Regions from separate parts of the Sus scrofa genome. Here region 2 is linked to region 1. Evidence: chromatin contacts called from public Hi-C data. All regions are on one chromosome and are shown on one strand. The core of a region is the stretch at or near the end of the contact, and the rest is flanking DNA. Distances in the headings are between cores, read along the strand shown. Region 1 has its middle 59 kb from the start of ATP8B1. Region 2 overlaps ATP8B1 (phospholipid-transporting ATPase IC).

Region 1 (4,630 bases), core at 82-2,581:
AAACCGAAGTTTTCTCTTTCTGGGGTCCCTTTTCCAAGATTTCTTTTCATAGTAATATTCCTATTAATATTCTTTGAAAAATGTTCAAAGAAAACTTGTATTGATCGAAGGATGGAGATGGATGTTCTTAAAATGCAGAATTGAGATTTTCATGAATAGAGAGTCAAGCATGTATCCTGGTCCATTTAGGAAGGGTTCAGATCTTTTTCATTCTCCTCAGGGCTTCCTCATTTTGAGAAAATGGGAGATGTTTTGAAATGGGCTACTAATCAAGCAGGAAGCTTCCTTATCCATGAGATCACGTGATATGTTTTGTGCTCTCAGGATTAAGGAAAACAAATGGCTCAGTAAATATTCATTGAATGAATGAATGAATGTATATATGGAACAGGACGAATGAATCTATGGAAATACATGGAGAGCTTCTATGGTAACATATTTATCCAGGGTCTAGCAGACTTTTATGACCTTCGTGATAACCAGCAAAAAAAAAAATCATCTTCCCCTCATCCCACTTTTTACTTGTAAAATGGAGATGATGGAACATAACTCAGAGGGTTGTTCAAATAAGAGGATGCTGTGCCTGGCACAGCGTGTGACAAGTAAGCTCTGGCTCTAAGAGCTAAAAGAACTTTTCCTTCCCATTCAAAATTTAAAACTATATATTTTGATAAGAGAGGAGGTTATCAACTTCTCTAGCTGTTAGAGTGGTTGATATCTTGCTAGGAATTCTTTTTAATTCTCTAATGAATGCAAATCTCACAGTAATGCAGAACTCTTTCTTATTAGCCTGGCATATGCTAAAAGATTGGGTTATCTTGACTCACTGGAGAATGAACTGCTCCAGAAGAGGGCCGAGCCTTCTGTGCCAGAACTTGGGAGTTGGGAGGAGAGACCTCTATGTTTTTCCAAAGCTCTCCAGGGGTTTCAGAGGCATGACTGTGTGTGGAAATGCCTGGTCCAGCTTATTTCACAGGTGAAGACCTGTGGGGGATTTGTCCACTCAGTCTCAACGAGGCTGAGAAGGGTTTCTTGTTGACGTTGGTCTTCTCTGCTCACTAGGTCATTCTTCCTGTTTCTCATTTTCACGCATATTTTAACCCCGTCTCTTGTAGTTTCTTGTGACTTCGGCCCTGGGGCTGCTGTTGAGAGTCTGATCTAAGCAGGGGCCCTGGGTGGCATTCCACTGGGCTGGGCTCTAGCTATGCAAATCTGGCTGCTGGCCCCAGGGAGGTAGGTAAATTCTATGAAAACAAGCTCATGTCTACACAGTGGCAGAGGAGGTTGGGCAAGACCCCTCCCTCTGTCTATACAAAGGTCACTGCCTCAGAAGTCAGGAGCCATGGATCAGCCAGAGGGCAGTGAAAGCAGCTGGAGACAGGGAGGCAGCCCAGGGTGGTGGTTTGAGAGCCTGGGCTCTGGAGCCAGATGACTGAGCCCATGTTCCTGCCTCTGTGCCACCTCGGCAGGGTGGTTTGAGAGCCTGGGCTCTGGAGCCAGATGGCTGAGCCCATGTTCCTGCCTCTGTTTTCGCCTCTGTTAAATGGGGATAATAATATTACCCACCTCTTAGGGGTGTTATGAGGACTAAATGGGCTAGTATTTATAATGTGCCTAGAGCAGTGCTTGACATTAGTAAGTCCAAGGTTAATGCTGGGTAAATGCTTTATAAATGCTTTTTCAAGTACTTTCCACTTGTCTGGATAAGGTATACCTGGTGCCCCTTGGAGGGACAGGGGATTAGGCCCTGTCAAAACACATGCTGCATTACTACTCCTTGCTTTTTTTTTTTTTTTTTTTTTTTGGCCTCGCCTGTAGCATAGAGAAATTCCTGGGCCAGGGCTCAAACCTGTGCCATATCAGCCACCTGAACCACAGCAGTGATAACGTAGCACCCTTAACCCGCTGTTCACACAGGAACTCCAACACATGCTGCTTTGAAATGTGACTTTCTTTATTGGGTCACCAGACAGTCCATTGCTCTCTCACCCACTTAGAACCCTTGACCATGGGGCTGGTCTTCCTCTGGTGAGATAAGATGGGACCTGGTTTTCTTTGAGGACACCTAAGCTGTTGTATTAGATAGTATCCACCCTTTTCTGCAGTCAGCATGTGGCAAACCCTGCTAGACTCATGAGAAACTTGAATCGTTAATTCTCCTTACGGGAGAGCTGCCATTTCTGACCCTGAGGGTCCCAAGATGACAGGGGGTGGCAATGAAGCTCACACATAATGTGAGTCAGTGTCACAGAGTGAACTCCTCACGTCCATGGAGAAAAGGATCTAATTTAGGCTACACCTCGGCAGCCAGAAAATTAATGTTTAATCATCAGTCATTACATCTGACCTTCCCCAAAGTGCCATAAAGCAATGAAGACAACTGTCACGGAGAAATGGAAATTGCACAGGCTTTTTATCAAGTTATTGCTTCAAAAAAAAAAAAAATAGTAACCAGGCTTCTGAATTGTCTGCTAATCATGCTCTTGCTTTTCATTATAGCTTTGCCACATATGATCTATCCTAAAATATATTGTTTTCAGTTTTCTGCATGTTTTCAAACTTTCTATAAACAGAATCATACTGTATATGCTCTTTTGTGTCTGGCTTCTGTAGCTTGACATATTTCTTAGATGCTTTAGCATGGTTGAGCGCAGTTGCATGTCATCCCATTGTGTGGCTATATCACCATTTATCTACTGTGCCGTTGGGAGAAATATTGATCATTTCCATTGTTTGTTTGTTTGCTATTACAAACCATGGTTGTATTCCTAGAGATCTTGCCTGCTGCCTTTAATGTAGTGTAATGTAACATAATCACTTTAATTTTTATGAAGACTATAGACTCTATTAAGGGACTGCACTTAGATGTCTTCATTTGGACTTCAAAATACCTGTGCAATAGCTCTCCTACTGAGGATGTTGCAATCTGGAGAGTACTTTGCTCCCATCCTAACAATAAGAGAAAACTGAGTAAACTACGGCATCATAATTTTTCTTGTGCACTTCACACAGCAGGTGTTGCAAGGCAGCTAAGATGCTGGAATTCCAAGGAGAGAAAGGACTCACCACCCTAAGGTGGGATGCGTGGACTGTTTCCATTTGTGGCCAAGCACAGGAGGAAGAGGCATATAGGCAGATAAGAAGAAATCAGCCCAGACACAAGGGAAGCTTGCACTCATTTACAGTTCTTTTCCTGGGGCTTCCCAGGGTGCTCACAAGAATATGGGGGGCATGGTGGGGATAGGGTACAGGGTGGGGGACCAGAGAGAGGCACCCTCGGTGGGGTAGGCCTGTGAGAGGGGGTTGGCCCCTGCTGTCATATGGTGTAAAACTCCACTTCCCTGCTTTTTTAGGGCCGCACCTGTGGCACATAGAGGTTCCCCGGCTAGGGGTTGAATCAGAGCTGTAGCCACTGGCCTACACCACAGCCACAGCAACGCCAGATCCTTAACCCACTGAGCAGGCCAGGGATCGAACCTACATCCTCATGGATACTAGTCGGGTTTGTAACCCTCTAAGCTACCATGGGAACTCCCCGGACTGGACTCTTGTTGCTCAGAGAACAAAGGTTTTAGCCACTGGGAAAGGGCAACAAACCTCTACCTCTAAGATCAAGAAAAAGACCTATTGATTTTGGGGAAAGAACAGGAGAAAAAAAGACCTTCTACTAGTAAGGGAGGGAGAGGTAAAAGCCCCAGGTTCAGACCCTATTCCAGTATCACCTGGTGTCTCTATCCTTCTCCCCCACCTGCTCACCTGCCTACACACACACACACACACACACACACACACACACACACACACAGGCAAAAGGCCTTGTGAGGAGCCGCAGAGAAGGCAGCCATCCACAAGCCAGAAAGAAAGCCCTCATCAGAAACTGAGCCCTGCCAGATTTTGATTCAGGACTTCTAGCCTCCCGAACTGTGAAAAAACAAAAAAGATTTCTTCTGGGTAAGCCACCCAGGCTATGGTGTTTTGTTGCAGCAGCTCAAGCAGAGGTATACTTCCACTGAAGAGTATATTTAATAAAGGTGACAGGGGCAAATGTTATGTCATGTGTGTTTTATCAACATGGTAATGGCTGCCCACTGGACCATGGAACAGAGCAGGACATTCACCAGGTGTCCAGCATGTACCCTCTGCTGCCTGTGAGAGGAGAGGCACAGGACATGGCATCAAACCAGTGCCAAAGACAGGCTTTCTGCTTCCTGCACCATAAAAGAATTCAGACTAACAGGTGGTTAAGACAGTGGCAAGTAAACAGTCCTGCTCAACAGTCACACAGGATCTACAGCTTGTCCAAGTGAACAGCATGATAGCTCTAGACTTTTATAGACAGTGTAAGCCCTTGTTACATATTATTTGTAATGACTTCTGGCTTGTGTAATGTGGGTTTAGGTCTTTTAATTCCGTCCTGCGTACCTTCATGTTTGGGAAGATGGTTAGACATCCCAGGGGCGATATCAGGTAGACGGCTGGATGGGAGTCTGCGGCTTGTGGGACAGGAGGTTTTCAGTTGGCTAGCAAGTGATTAAATGTATGTGTTTGTATATATAAAGCCCTGGGACTAGAAGAGACCACAGAGAAAGAGAGCATAGCTATAGAGGAGAGAGAAAGACAAAAGTCCTTA
Region 2 (4,899 bases), core at 1,237-3,736, 160 kb before region 1:
ATATGCTGTGGATACGGCCCTAAAACACACACACACACACACACACACACACACACCCAAAAAAGGAGAGAATGAAATTGTTTCAACTTCAGGAGTTCCCGCTGTGGCTCAATGGGATCAGCAGCATTTTGGAAGTGCTGAGATGCAGGTTCTATCCCCAACCAGGAACAGTGGGTAAAGGATCTGGTGCTGCAGCTGCAACTTAGGTCACAACTGCAGCTTGAAACTAATCCCTGGCCCGGAAACTCCATATGCCACTGGGTGGCCAAAAATGAGAAAAATAAATAACTAAAATAAATTGTTTAACATTTTATTTCTAATTATAAACAATAATATAAACTAGAAGTTAAAAAAAGAACTGGCCAAAAAAAAAAAAAAAAAAAAAACTGGCCAAGGGGGGAAAAAAATCTCATAATCCAGAGGAAATGTAACACTATTGACATTTTCTTATAATTTCTTCCAATTCTTTGGGAAATGCCTATTTCTGTAATAGTTTCTATCATGCTAAATATATATTACATCCTGATTATTTTAACTGTATTTTGAGCATGTTATCACAGCTTTAAAAATTCTTTCTATACACTATTTACTAATGAATGTAACTTGTGAATGTAACATGTGACCGTTTTCCTATTACAGGCATTTAATTCCTTTCCTAAATGTTTTGTACTCTCAAAAGTTAACATGGTAGGAGTTCCGTTTTGGCCCAGCAGGTTAAGGATCTGGTGTTATCACTGCAGTGGCTTGGGTCACTGCTGTGATGTGGATTTGATCCCCTGGCCCGGGAATTTCTAAATGCTGCAGGCACAGCCAAAAAAAAAAAAAAAAAAAAAAAAAAGGTAAGAAATAAGAAAAGTAGCATTGTAATAATCATTTTGTATGTGTATAAAAGTTTTTCTGTTTTCTTTCTTTTTTTGACTTTTTGCCTTTTCTAGGGACGCTCCTGTGGCATATGGAGGTTCCCAGGTGCAGGGGTCTAGTGGGAGCTGTAGCCGCCAGCCTACACCACAGACACAGCAATGCGGGATCCGAGCCGTGTCTGCGACCTATACACCACAGCTCACTGCAATGCCGAATCCTTAACCCACTGAACAAAGCCAGGGATCGAACCTGCAACCTCATGGTTCCTAGTCGGATTCATTAACCAGAGCCACAATGGGAACTCCTGTCTCTGTTTTCTAAGGATAGCTTCCTAGTAGTGAAAATACTCAGCTAAAGAATGCTGATAATTTTTAAGCCTGTTGGCACATATATCACTCACTTATTTTCTAAAAGGGTTGTACCAGGTTATTTTCCTTCTAGAAGAATGTGCCTATTATGTCATTTTAGATATACTCTCATAACTTAAAAAAAATCTCAAAATTTATCAATCTGTTTCAATATCTTGATGTTTAAAAGTTAAATAATGGGAAACTGCCTTTTTTTTTACAACTACTTTGCAACAACAGGAGTAAATCTCACCATTTCTTTCTAGTGAAAGAAGCCAGACACCAAGTAAAAACTACATGATTCCAGTTACTACGGAGCACAAAATAGACAACGCGAACCCACACTATCAAAGTCAGGGCCATTGTAATAGTTACCCCTGGAGGGGCAATGGCTGGAAGGGAACATCCGGGGAACTGATAATGTTCTGTTGTAAAAAAATCTGAGTGCTCATGACAAGGGAATATTCAGTTTGTGAAAATTCATTGAGCTATGTGTTTGTCTCTGTACAGAAGCTATACATCTATAAAAAATATTTTTAAAAAGCTCTGCCCATCCAAGATTTTCTATTTTTCCACTCTTAGTTCTTTTGCCTCAAAGTCGAATGAAAACTATTTCAATGGTCAAATGAATTTTCACAGGAAAAGGCATTTTGTTTCCTACCAGGTTTGCCCAGGATGCAAGCCATGGATGGATGGGCAGCTCTCCACGCAGCCATCCAGGAGAAAGGGGAAGATGCCCCAGGGTGAACACCAGTTGGTAGTGCCAAACGCCCTTCCCTACCCTCTTCTCTTCACATACATGCTCAGATGGTTCACCCTAAGTATTAACTCACTCCCAGTTAGTAATTAAAGGTGACACTCAGTTGGTCTCTATTTGTTCACCCAGAAAGTCATACACCAGAAGTTACACATGTGCCCTCTAAATCCAGCCCTTCTACAAATATACACACATGCCAGAGGGTAAAATATTTAACCAGAGCTAAACAAGTAGCAGTGAGAACACAGTCCCCTCCTTTAGCAAGTATCCCTGGCAGGGATATATTGCATCATACTGAAGGCAAAATTATTTCCAATGGAAAAAAAGGATCAAAATAATAAAAGGTGATAAAGTTCCCATGAGTAAGACAATCATATCTGGAGCAAACACTGATACTTTTATCATAAAGAGAAAATCCTTCCATTTTGTTCTAGCAAGGGAATCAGAACTGCAGGCTAATAGAGACAGGTGGAACTTCAGGGACCTGGTTCAAACTCCAAACTTCTGTTTGCAGGAGGAAACCGGGACTAAAAATTAACCCCCTGAAACCTTTTATGAATGAAACTATCCGCCACATGCTCAGATGCAACCAAAGATACCTTCTTTTCTTTTAAGACTCACTTGTGGGCATTCCTGTCATGGTACAGTGGTTAACAAATCCCACTAGGAACCATGAAGTCGAGAGTTCGATCCCTGGCCTTGCTCAGTGGGTTAAGGATCCGGCGCTGCCGTGAGCTGTGCTGTAGGTCACAGATGCAGCTCAGATCCCGCATTGCTGTGGGATCTCTAGCCTGGGAACCTCCATATACCTCAGGAGTGGCCCTAGAAAAGGCAGAAAGACCAAAAAAAAAAAAAAAAAGACTCACTTCTGGATCGAGGAATTGACACAAATTCAAAAGATGCTCAAGGAGTTACCATTGTGGCTCAGTGGTTAAGAACCCTACTAGTATCCATGAGGACACAGGTTTGATCCCTGGACTCACTAAGTGGGTTAAGGATCTGGTGTTACTGCAAGCTGCAGTGTAGGTCACAGATGAGGTTCGGATATGGCATTGCTGTGGCTATGACGTAGGCCAGTGGCTCCAACTCCGATTTGACCCCTAACTTGGGAACTTCCATATGCTGTGGGTATGGCCCTAAAAAGACCAGGAAAAAAAAAAAAAAAGAAGAAGATGCTCAAACAACAAACCCCGCCTCTCATTATCCTGATTCCATAGCTTCCTCTGACTGATCATCATTCAGTCACCTCTCAGACTGAATACCACCCACATTTGTTTCTTCCCAAAGACCCCATGCTCATCCGGGTTCTCAGTTTCCTCACTGACCTCCAGTGTGTCTCTGCTTCAAACTCCTAGAACACAGCTCTCTAATCATAATCTCAAGATGCATGCCAACTGAAGGCCTTCAGGTGAAGAAACGCCTCCAAGCCTCTCATGCTCTGTTCTTGCATGGCCTCTGCAGGAGGCGGGCGTGTGGCTCCCTTCCTGTGTATACATATACTTTCTCCCAGTTATTCAAGCAAACTCTAATCGAGGTACTGCTGGGAAGGGATTTTACAGATATAATCAAGGTCCAAATTGGTTGATGTTAAGATAATTATCTGGGTGTTTCCAACCGAATTGGGTAAGTCCTCAAAAGGGATGGGGCTCTTCCAGGGGAGAGAGGCTTGAAGCATGGAAGGGGTTTGATGGAAGGGAGTTTCTCCACTGCCAACTTTGAAGATGGAGGGAACCATGTGGCCAGGAAGGAGGGAGGCCTGGGGGAGCAGAGAGAGGCCCCAGTTGAGAGTCAGCAAGGAAATGGAGACTGCAGTTCTACAACCACAGAGAACTGAATCCTACTATAAGATTGGAAGAGGTTGCTGATCTCCAGATGACAGCGTGGCCCGGTCTTGACTTCAGGGAGATCCTTAGCCTTAAAGTCATGCCATGTCTAGACTTCTAACCTAAAGAAATGAGAGCGAATGAAGGGGTGATTTAAGTTACTGAGTTGTGGTGAGCCACCGCAGAGCAATAGAAAACTAACACCACTTCCACATGTAGTCTCCATGTGTCTCTAAATGTACTCAACACTTGGGCCATACAAACTGTCTGTTGAACATATAGGAACGGATTCTCTCCCCTCTCTTTTGTTTTTGTTTTGTTTTTTAAAGTATAGTTGAAGGAGTTCCTGCTGTGGTGCAGTGGGTTAAGAATCTGACTGCAGTGGCTCAGGTCGCTGCAGAGCCACGGGTTCAGTTCTACAGCCCAGTGCAGTGGGTTAAAGGGTCTGGTGTTGCTGGTGTTGCAGCTTGGATTCAACTCCTGGTCCAGGAACTTCCAATATGCCGCAGATATAGCCATTAAATAAATAAAAATAAATAAATAAATAAATATTTAAAATTTAAAAATCCCGTCATGGCTGATCAGTAATGAACCTGACCAGTATCCATAGGATGTGGGTTCAATCCCTGGCCCTGCTCGTTAGGTTAAGGATCAACATTGCCATGAGCTGTGGTGTAGGTGACAGACGCAGTTTGGATCCCATGTTGTTGTGGCTGTGGCGTGGGCCAGCTACTGCAGCTCTGATTCAACCCCTGGCCTGGGAACATCCATATGCCACAGGTGTGGCCCTAAAAAGACAATAAAATAAAATAAAATAAACAGTTGATTTACAATGTTGTACCAATTTCTGCTGTATAGCTAAATGACTCAGTTATGCATATATATATCTCAGGAGACTAGATATAGGTCCCTGTGCTATACAGTAGAACCTTGTTGTGTTCCCCTCTTTTGTTGATGTTATACACAATAAAAGATGAATCAATCTCCCTTATTCTTATAAAAGAGGGAAAATGAAATTGCAAGAGCAGAGACACATTAGCATGGCAGAGTGGAAGGACTCAGTAAAATGAGGGTTCTTGTTTGTGTGTGTGTGTGTGTTTTATGGCTGTAC

Evidence for each region. A called contact is a pair of places that touch in the nucleus more often than the background predicts.
Region 2: a Hi-C map of liver shows a contact between it and region 1, with 8 times the contacts expected there. The contact joins two enhancer-like sites. A contact is called at or near these places in 1 of 5 promoter capture datasets (liver) and 4 of 47 Hi-C or Micro-C datasets (liver and skeletal muscle).

The regions. Positions count from the first base shown.
Region 1 is chr1:162,874,537-162,879,166 of Sscrofa11.1, reverse strand. No RefSeq gene overlaps it. Among named protein-coding and RNA genes, the nearest start is that of ATP8B1, 59 kb to the left of the region's middle. Within about 2 kb of position 1,331, at least 12 of the 83 cell types and tissues checked have an H3K27ac peak or open chromatin away from gene starts, as enhancers often do. A contact at or near this core is called in liver, where this site is marked.
Region 2 is chr1:163,034,903-163,039,801 of Sscrofa11.1, reverse strand. All of the region lies in intron 15 of ATP8B1 (phospholipid-transporting ATPase IC), which reads right to left. Among named protein-coding and RNA genes, the nearest start is that of SLC51B, 44 kb to the left of the region's middle. Within about 2 kb of position 2,486, at least 6 of the 83 cell types and tissues checked have an H3K27ac peak or open chromatin away from gene starts, as enhancers often do. A contact at or near this core is called in liver, where this site is marked.